Linked DNA regions of Mus musculus: regions 2 and 3 are each linked to region 1. Evidence: chromatin contacts called from public Hi-C data. All regions are on one chromosome and are shown on one strand. Each heading gives the region's core, a stretch centred on a gene start, on an enhancer-like site or on the middle of the called end of the contact. The rest is flanking DNA. Distances are from core to core; before and after follow the strand shown.

The links. Hi-C and Micro-C count contacts between places; a contact is called where the count stands out from the background.
Region 2: a Hi-C map of liver shows a contact between it and region 1, with 1.6 times the contacts expected there. The contact joins the enhancer-like site here to the promoter of Serpina3k in region 1. A contact is called at or near these places in 1 of 39 promoter capture datasets (macrophages), 37 of 484 Hi-C or Micro-C datasets (the AML12 cell line, the G1E-ER4 cell line, beige adipocytes and 14 more), 6 of 115 datasets of contacts at active chromatin or transcription factors (embryonic stem cells, hepatocytes and vascular smooth muscle cells) and 3 of 9 other capture datasets (adipose tissue, embryonic stem cells and pancreatic islet).
Region 3: a contact with region 1 is called in a Hi-C map of liver, with 5 times the contacts expected there. The contact joins the enhancer-like site here to the promoter of Serpina3k in region 1. A contact is called at or near these places in 7 of 39 promoter capture datasets (the 3T3-L1 cell line, the SN4741 cell line, cranial neural crest and 3 more), 5 of 484 Hi-C or Micro-C datasets (all in liver), 1 of 115 datasets of contacts at active chromatin or transcription factors (double positive thymocytes) and 1 of 9 other capture datasets (liver).

The regions. Positions count from the first base shown.
Region 1 is chr12:104,337,145-104,339,949 of GRCm38.p6, forward strand. Serpina3k (serine (or cysteine) peptidase inhibitor, clade A, member 3K) reads left to right here and starts at 1,342. Exons shown (of 5, transcript NM_011458.2): 1 at 1,342-1,401.
Region 2 is chr12:104,377,492-104,380,356 of GRCm38.p6, forward strand. No RefSeq gene overlaps it. Among named protein-coding and RNA genes, the nearest start is that of Serpina3m, 8.2 kb to the right of the region's middle. Within about 2 kb of position 1,425, at least 3 of the 459 cell types and tissues checked have an H3K27ac peak or open chromatin away from gene starts, as enhancers often do. A contact at or near this core is called in hepatocytes and liver, where this site is marked.
Region 3 is chr12:104,287,826-104,290,739 of GRCm38.p6, forward strand. No RefSeq gene overlaps it. Among named protein-coding and RNA genes, the nearest start is that of Gm51267, 20 kb to the left of the region's middle. Within about 2 kb of position 1,281, at least 5 of the 459 cell types and tissues checked have an H3K27ac peak or open chromatin away from gene starts, as enhancers often do. A contact at or near this core is called in liver, where this site is marked.

The DNA.
Region 1 (2,805 bases), core at 92-2,591:
AGACCCTGAACTGTAGACTTTGAAACTGTGAGTCAAACCAAACCTTTGCTTTGCTCAATGGGTTCTCCTAGATCACTCAGTTCTATTCCATTGATCAACATGCCTGTCTTCATGCCAATACCATGGGGGTTTATTACTATTGCTCTGTAGTACAGCTTGAAACCAGGGATGGTGGTACAGATATAGAAGTTCTTTTATTATACAAGATTTTTTTTACCTATCCTGGGTGTTTTGTTTTTCCATATGAAGTTGAGAAATGCTCTTTCAAGGCCTGTAAAGAATTGTGTTGGAACTTTAATGGGAATTTCACTGAATCAGTAGACTGCTCTTGTTAGAATGTCTATTTTTACTAGGCTAATCCTACCAATCCATGAGCATGGATATCTTGCCATATTCTAATATCTTCCTCAATTTCTTTCCTCAGACAGTAGAACCTCTTGTCCTGCAGGATGTTTCCTTGCCTGGTTGGAGTTAAACCAAGATATTTGATGTTACTTGTGGCTATTGTGCAGGATGTTTGCTCTCAGTTCTTCCACTTAATATTTGTATAAAGGAGGGCTACTGATTTTTTTTAGTTAGTATTCAGTGTTCATTTTTAAATGACTTAGACTATAAAGCTGCAGCCCTCGTTGGTGAAAAGTAGGTGTCTTAGTCAGCGTTTCTATTCCTGCACAAACATCATGACCAAGAAGCAAGTTGGCAAGAAAAGGGTTTATTCAGCTTACACTTCCATACTGCTGTTCATCACCAAAGGAAGTCAAGACTGGAACTCAAGCAGGTCAGGAAGCAGGAGCTGATGCATAGGCCATGGAGGGATGTTCTACACTGGCTTGCTTCCCAGGCTTGCTCAGCTTGCACTCTTATAGAACCCAAGACTCCCAGCCCAGAAATGGTCCCACCCACAAGGGGCCTTTCCCCCTTGATCACTAATTGAGAAAATGCCTTAGAGTTGGATCTCCTTGAGGCATTTCCTCAACTGAAGCTCCTTTCTCTGTGATAACTCCAGCTGTGTCAAGTTGACACAAAACTAGCCAGTACAGTAGGGTAGAGATCATGCATTCTGGTTTTGCTTCTGACTTCTTCCCCTTTCCACATTGTCTTTGAAACATTTGACAAACAAAATACATACCCAGGAGATCCAATGGGCTTGTACAGAGAAGAGTTGGGAATTGCCCCATCAGGAGGCAGTTCTGATAGAGACTACAAATCCATATTACCAGGAATCTTCTTGTCTGACGAATTGTAAACCGAACACAGGGCACAACTTGTCCATGCCAACATTTCCTAAGAGGAGGGAGGAGCCCTTGGGAGGAATAAATAGGCATCACTGTTCACTGGGGAGATGCCAGGCAAGCCAACAACCCTGAACATCAGGAGTCAGCTATCACAGAGGCTCTGCAGGTAATGCCCGGGATTCCTTGACTCCAGGGACAGAAAAGGCACTGTCCCAGGACTGTATGGTACTAGCTATGGCCTACAACATGTGTGTGGCTGAGGCAAGGGCTTTGGATGAGATACTAGGCTACAATCAGGGAACATTTCTGGGTTCACAGAATCTTCTCTCTGGTCTGTTTCTCTTGCCAAAGGAAGATGCAGATGCTGTGGTCTCTGCTCATAGACAATAAATGGAAGCTGCTCCTCTGACTCTACTGGGATGAAGTTTTGAGAACTTGCGTGGCATGCTGCTGTGATAGCTAGGCTGAGACAGGACTGTTGCACAGTCACTCTGGATGAGGCGACACTTCTGTCTTGCTCACATCACAAAGGCAATGCCTGGGGGTGGGTGTTGGGACCCCACTTCCTTCTTAGATCACAGATCCCCTGGCAGACAGGTTTCACCCTCAACTAGCGAACCAAAGAATGCCCATTCACTGAGCCATGTCTCTTGCCATACCAACTGAGCAACCTCTTTTCTCTGAAAATAATTGTGGGACAAAATACTGTTGAGTGCCTTTCCATAGAAATGGTTGCATCAGTGTGAAAGTAAAGTACAGAGTAAAGGCAGACAAGTTGTTGAGGTTCTGGGCTCCTCTGTAGGCATGTCACAGCAATGGGGACAAGTGGTTTAGTGCCAACACACCCTTCTCTGCTTTCTCCAGCTCCCTGTGTGCTCCTTTTGTCTTCTCTCCCAGCCTAATTCTCTTCACTTCATCCTGCTTTCTCTCCATCTCCCTCTTCCTACTCCCCTCTCCTCCCTCTTCCTATCTCCTTGCACCCTTTTTTCCCATTTCTATCTCCTTACTTTCTCCAAACTTCTACTCTCTGATCTCGCCTCTCTCCTCCCTCCTTTCTCTTCTCTCCCCTCTCCTTGCTACTCCCTCTTTTCCCTCTACTCATCCTCCTCTCTCCTTTTCCCTACCTCCTCTCTCATTTCCCCTCTTCGCTCTCTCTTCTCTCCACTCCTTCCTCTGTCTCCCATTCCTTTACCATCTACCTTCAACTTTACACCTGAATAAATGATCAGAGGCCAAAGGTATATAGCCTTGATTGCAAGCTTTCAACTATACTTCATTAGGATGCCTGTGGCCCTCACGCTGGTTGTATATGGAGGAGATGGACCCCTAGACATTTCCTACCATGACCCCCCAATGCCAACAACAAGCCAGCCACTTAACAATAATGTAACCTGGTCCCCTCACTGAGCTGCACAGAGAGGTCTACCCATTTGATTGCTATCACACAGCCAACATGAAATCTGGCGCAGATATCAGAGACTGATACTGATACTCTTTCTTCTTCCTGCCAGGAGGCTTTTCAAGCCTCCTGAGGTACAAAGAGTCGAGAGAACATTTCCCTGTGTGTCCT
Region 2 (2,865 bases), core at 175-2,674, 40 kb after region 1:
TTGGCTCCATTTTTCTCTCATCCGCCTAGTTCCCCTCTCTTTTCATCCCCGGTTTGCCTCCCAGGTGAAACCCAGTTCATGTGAGCCACGGGTCGGTTTCCAACAGTTTGGCATCAGAACGTGGGACCTGAGGAGTGGCAGAAAAACGCTGAAGGAATGCTGTTTCATGTGGAGCTCCACGGTAAGAAAAAGAATCAGAGAATTCGTATCAGGGCACGGTGAAGCAACAGGTAAAGTGTTGCTGGAGATACGGAAGATATGGGCTAAAGTTGGAATCAGTGCTAACCCAACACTGGATTCACTTAGGTCAGCAGCGAGTTTTCGGAACTAGGAGCTAATCAGGCGGTTGTCCGCAGTTTTCAAAAACTGCTTTAGGAGAGAGGAAAAAGAGTTTAAATTAAATAATCAGGCAGATATCCACAGACAGGAGCTGCATCAGGCGGCAGAAACAGGGTTTTTAATAATAAAATAATATAGAAGAAAATGGAATTTGAAACTCTCCCAGAGGCAGAGAGAAATTTCAGGGGACGCCCTGCCTTTTTCTCTCTAGCCCCTACATCAGAAGTTCTCTGCCCTCTTTGTGTTGTCTAACGTCTACTCTAATGTCTGGTGCACCGGTCCATTCACATTTTCAATCCATGTGTGTTTTGTCTCATCTGAATGACTGAATGTTCTGTGTTTCATGTTGGAAAATAAAGATGGCTAAAACTTTATCTGCTGGTTCAGCAAGAGAGTGGTCACATGCTTTAGCCAGGATCAGGCACAGCAGGAGGGCTCCTGCTGGGAAAAACAGTTTTTTAAGAAACAGAGTTTACAACCTCTTAGTTCAAGGTAAATAGGCAGGTAGTTATTCCTTCCTAAGAAAATTCTCTGCAATCATGATTATTGCGTTTAGCTAATGACAAGGTGCTTTTAATAATTATTGCTAGAAAATTTGAAATTCCTTGATTGGTCTAAATTTATAAGATTCATGTAGCCACTTAATTTGGTTTTTTACTGATCAAAAAGGTGTAACACTGGTTACTGGAAAGTTAGCTTTCCAGTAAATTATTAACTCAGGGTTGGAGTCTTTCAAATACGTGGCATAATGCAGGCCAAAAAACTAGGCCTCCTAAGGATACTTCTAGTTGAGATAATGTTTAATGTGATTCTTATCCTAGAAAGTAGAATTAAAGATAAGATTTAAAGCAGTGTCTCTTTAATGAAGCATTAAAATCTGCACTGTCATGCATTTATAGGTATAAATTGGCAGCCAAATTTCACAACATGAAGCATTAAAATCTACACTGTCATGCATTCATAGGTATAAATTGGCAGCCAAATTTCGCAACATGATAGTGAAGTTTTGATGTTTATTCTAAGGTGATAAATTGTTTTGAAATTGGGTTTTGCTTTCCCAAGGGGTTGTAGTTATAGTCTAATATTGCAGAAGAAACTTAAAAGTTCTGAAATCTGTCCTCGCGGCAAGAGGAACTAAGCCCAGAGCAGCCTCTGCATGGCTTGTGTGACTTTCTTTTGTCTTGCAAACGGTGCCTAAGGAAGCTCTCAAGGCTTGCCTCTCCTTGCCTTCAGGGAAAATTGCTTTTAGCTAGAAGAGCACCTTTGCAGATCTACCCAGATGTTGTTCTAAATAAAGCTTAAATTCTAAGTTTATAAAAGGTCAATCAGGCTGTAGAATTTATCAGGACATTGCGATTTGAGTTGCCTACTTCATGTAAAGTTATTATAGATTTAAGAGTTTGTTTTTTCCTTTGCATCTGGAAAATTGTAAAGAGCTTGCTTCTAGTAAGCTTGTAATCACTGGAAAATTTTCCCTCTAGGTATGGCTCATATAGCCTTACCTCTTGTAAGAAAAATTCTTAGCGTCTCTGCTTCAATACAAGAAGCTAAGAGTTTGAATCTTTCAGTGTATATTGTTTCCTAAGTGGAAAGTATTTTATTAGCTAATGCCTCTAAAGGGAAGTTTACTTCAAATGTTTGCTTTCACACAATGAGCTTTAAAGTTCTGGGGAGTAGTTGTTGCTCCATAAGATTCAGAGACAATATATTTTTAATATTTAGGGTTTTAGTTATAATAGAAAATGGTGGTACAGAAAATCTAAGAACGAAAAATTGATTTGCTTCAAAATTTTATTTTCAAAAGCTTCCAGGAGATGTTAATTGGCTAAGACCTTACCTTACATTAAACACAGGAGAACTTAAGATTTTGTTAGGTGCTATTAAGTGAGACACAAATTAACTGGCAAAGAACAAGAGGCTTTGCAGAAAAATAAAGAAAGCTTTTATAATTGTTATCAATTATAATCAATGGTAATTAAATATTAGCTGTACCCACAGCAATTCTTTGGCAAGAGAAAACATTATTGTAAAGTCATTTTTCTTCTCCTCCCACCCAACTGTTGGCCCATGTGGAGCTGCTGCGGGGCAGGACCACCAGAAAGCGGGCACCTTCGTAGCAAACTCAGGGGAGGGCCATGCTCGCCATTGCCCCATGAGCCTCCACCTGTCCCCGCCGGGGTAGCCATATTTTTCCTGCTAGGACTCTGGGTTCTCTGCCGCCCTCGCTCGGGCTTTCTGGCCTACAACAGATTGGGCCACTCCAGCCTCTTCTGCCTGAGAGGAAGGCCGGAGGCGGGCAAGGCAGAGGTGGTGTTCACCTCAAAGCACAATTTTAACATCCTATTAAGGCTGTGGTGGTGCTAATAAAGAATTATAAGATAAATTCTTATATTTTAGAAAACCTATAACAAAAATTGTGTCTTAAGAACCTAAGTGTCTATTATTTGTTCAAAACAGCAATTAAATTGGTTATTACAGAATATTAATATTTGATCTATTGCATACCATCATTTTAAATAATACTGA
Region 3 (2,914 bases), core at 31-2,530, 49 kb before region 1:
CCAGCATCTGCTGTCACCTGGATTTTTGATCTTAGCCATTCTGACTGGTGTGAGATGGAATCTCAGGGTTGTTTTGATTTGCATTTCCCCAATGATTAAGGATGCTGAACATTTTTTCAGGTGTTACTCAGCCATTCGGTATTCCTCAGGTGAGAATTCTTTGTTTAGCTGTGAGCCCCATTAAAGTTAGTTTATAAGAGCAAAGATTTGTTGAAAAATTCCATCAGGGTTATCAGCTAATAAAATTCTCTCCATCTAATAAACAATATACAATGAAAGATTCAAAGTCCTAACTTCTTGTATTGAAGGAGAGACATTTTTTTTTACATAATGTAAGGCTATTAGCCATTCCTTGAGGCAACACTTTCCAATGATTAAGAGCTCACTAGAAGCAAACCCTTTACAATTATCAGGATGCAAGGGGAAAAAAACCTCCAAATCCATAATAATACTATAGGGAGCAGGTAGGCCAGATTGTAATGCCTCTACAGGTTCCACAGCCTCATTGACCTTTCATAAATCTTAAGTTTGAACTTTATTTTGAACAACACCTGGATATATCTGTAGTAATGCTGTTTGGGCTTAAAAAATAATTCCCCAGGGACAAGGTGAGGGGAAGGCTCAAAAACTTTCATAGGCAGGGTTTGTAAGACACCTCACTGAGGCCACTCTGAGCTTTGCATTAATTCAAATGTAAATATTTCTTAATCTGAGCATATTGCCCAATGTTTACCCCTCCTGCAATGAGGACAGATTCCAGGGGAGCAATTTTACTGTCTGTCTATGCCTCTAACTTTTGGACAGTCTTTCCTAAAATGATTTATGTCCTCATCCTTAAACCACTCCTTATAACCTTGATGCTGTGAAAGCATTGCTGTATTATGGTTCCCTGCAAGGTAGCAACCATAGCCAAACCTGGATTGTATGAGGGTCCAATTTCTGCACAAAGATGAATAGATCCAGATAAGTCTGTTTTTGCTTTGTATGGCCGGATGGCTACAGCAAGCTACATTAGTGTTCTCATAAGACAATTGTGTAACAAAAGGAACTCCTGCTTGAGGGTCCCCAAAATTTCTACTAGCTGTTTTTAGTAGCCTATCCATAAACTCCTTGAAACAGTCCATCAGGAGCCTGTTTGATACCAAATAAATTTCCACTGAGATCTTCTATCCAATCGTGGGGGGTTAAAATTTGCTTCTACCACTGTATCCAATAAAGCTTGTGTAAAAGGGGCAGCAGGCCCATACTGGCCACGGCTGTTTTTAACTTTTATTACTTTTGCAATCATCCTAATTACAAAATATGGGTGAGGTAAGAATCCTGAGCTTGCAATCAAACTGCAGCCAATGGAACACTGGCAATTTCACCATAATTTTAAAGTTTCTTTTGCAATATTAGACAATAATCATAACTTTGGAAAGCAAAATCCAATTTTAAACAATCCATTCTCTTTAAAAATCAATACCAAAATCATTACTTTCACATTACGAAGTTTGGCTGCCAATTCTTATATATGAGTGCATGGCAGTGCAACTTTTAATGCTGCATTAAAGAGACAATATTTTAAACCTTATCCCTTATAACTCTAGTTTCTAGGATAAGAATCACATAAAATATTATCCCAATTTAGGAGTATCCTTAGAGGCCTGGCTTCCTGGGCTGGTTCATGCCACATGTTGTTGTTTAAAATGACTCCAACCCTGAGTTACCAGTTTTAAGCCAACTTTCTGTTACTAACATTACACTTTTTAAATCGTACCCACTAACTTATAAGCCAATATTCATTGACCAAGACATGCAGAACATATGTATACCTTTAATAGCACTCAGAAACAAAATGAAGTGGCTACACGAATCTTATATGCTTAGACCAAACAAAATTTTTTATCTTTTCTAGCTGTAATTTTAAGATTAAAAAGCCTTTGTCATTTGCTGAACCGAATAATCACAATTACAGAGATTTTTCTAGGGAAAAAAAACAACAACTATCAGCTTATTTGCCTTGGAACTTGAGGCCCCCTTTAAAAACAGCTTTTCAGCAGGGCTTCTCTAGCTGTACTTAACACCTGGTTACGGGTGAGGGGCAATTTAAATCAGTCTCCACTGTGCAAACTGAGACTGAATCAAGAGATTGACAGCCAGCAGATAAAGTTTTGATCATTTTTTTCTTTTCAACACGAAATATAGAACAACAGTCATTCAGAAAATGAAACAAAAACAGACATGAATTGACACGTGGACAGATTGGTGCAACCAAGACAGACAGCTCAGAGAGGACAGAGAGGGAAGAGAAAATGATGTAACCAGAACTGTCTCCCGACTCCCCCTCCCCCTCTCCTCCCCCTCCCCTCCTCCCCCCTCCCCTCCCCCCCTCATTTGTATATCTAGCATCTCCTTTTTTGTTGTTTTTGTTGTTTTTGTTTTTCTTTTACTATTTTATTTTATTTTAAGCCCTACTCCTCTGTTCTGATGCAGTTTTTTTTAATTAGATATTTTCTTCATTTACATTTCAAATGCAATCCCAAAAGTCCCCTATACCCTCCGCACACCCTGCCCCCTGCCCACGTACTCCCACTTCTTGGCCCTGGCTTTCTCCTGTACTGGGGCATATAAAGTTTGCTAGACCAAGGGGCCTCTCTTCCCAATGATGGCAAACTAGGCTATCTTCTCCTACATATGTAGCTAGAGACACAAGTTCTGGGGGTACTGATTAGTTCATATTGTTGTTCCACCTATAGGGTTGCAGACCCCTTCAGCTCTTGGGTACTTCCTCTAGCTCCTATACTGGGGGCCCTGTGTTCCATCCAATAGGACAGTGAGCATCCATTTCTGTATTTTCCAGGTGCTGGCAAAGCATCACAGGAGACAGCTATATCAGGGTCATTTCAACAAAATCTTTCTGGTGTATGCAATA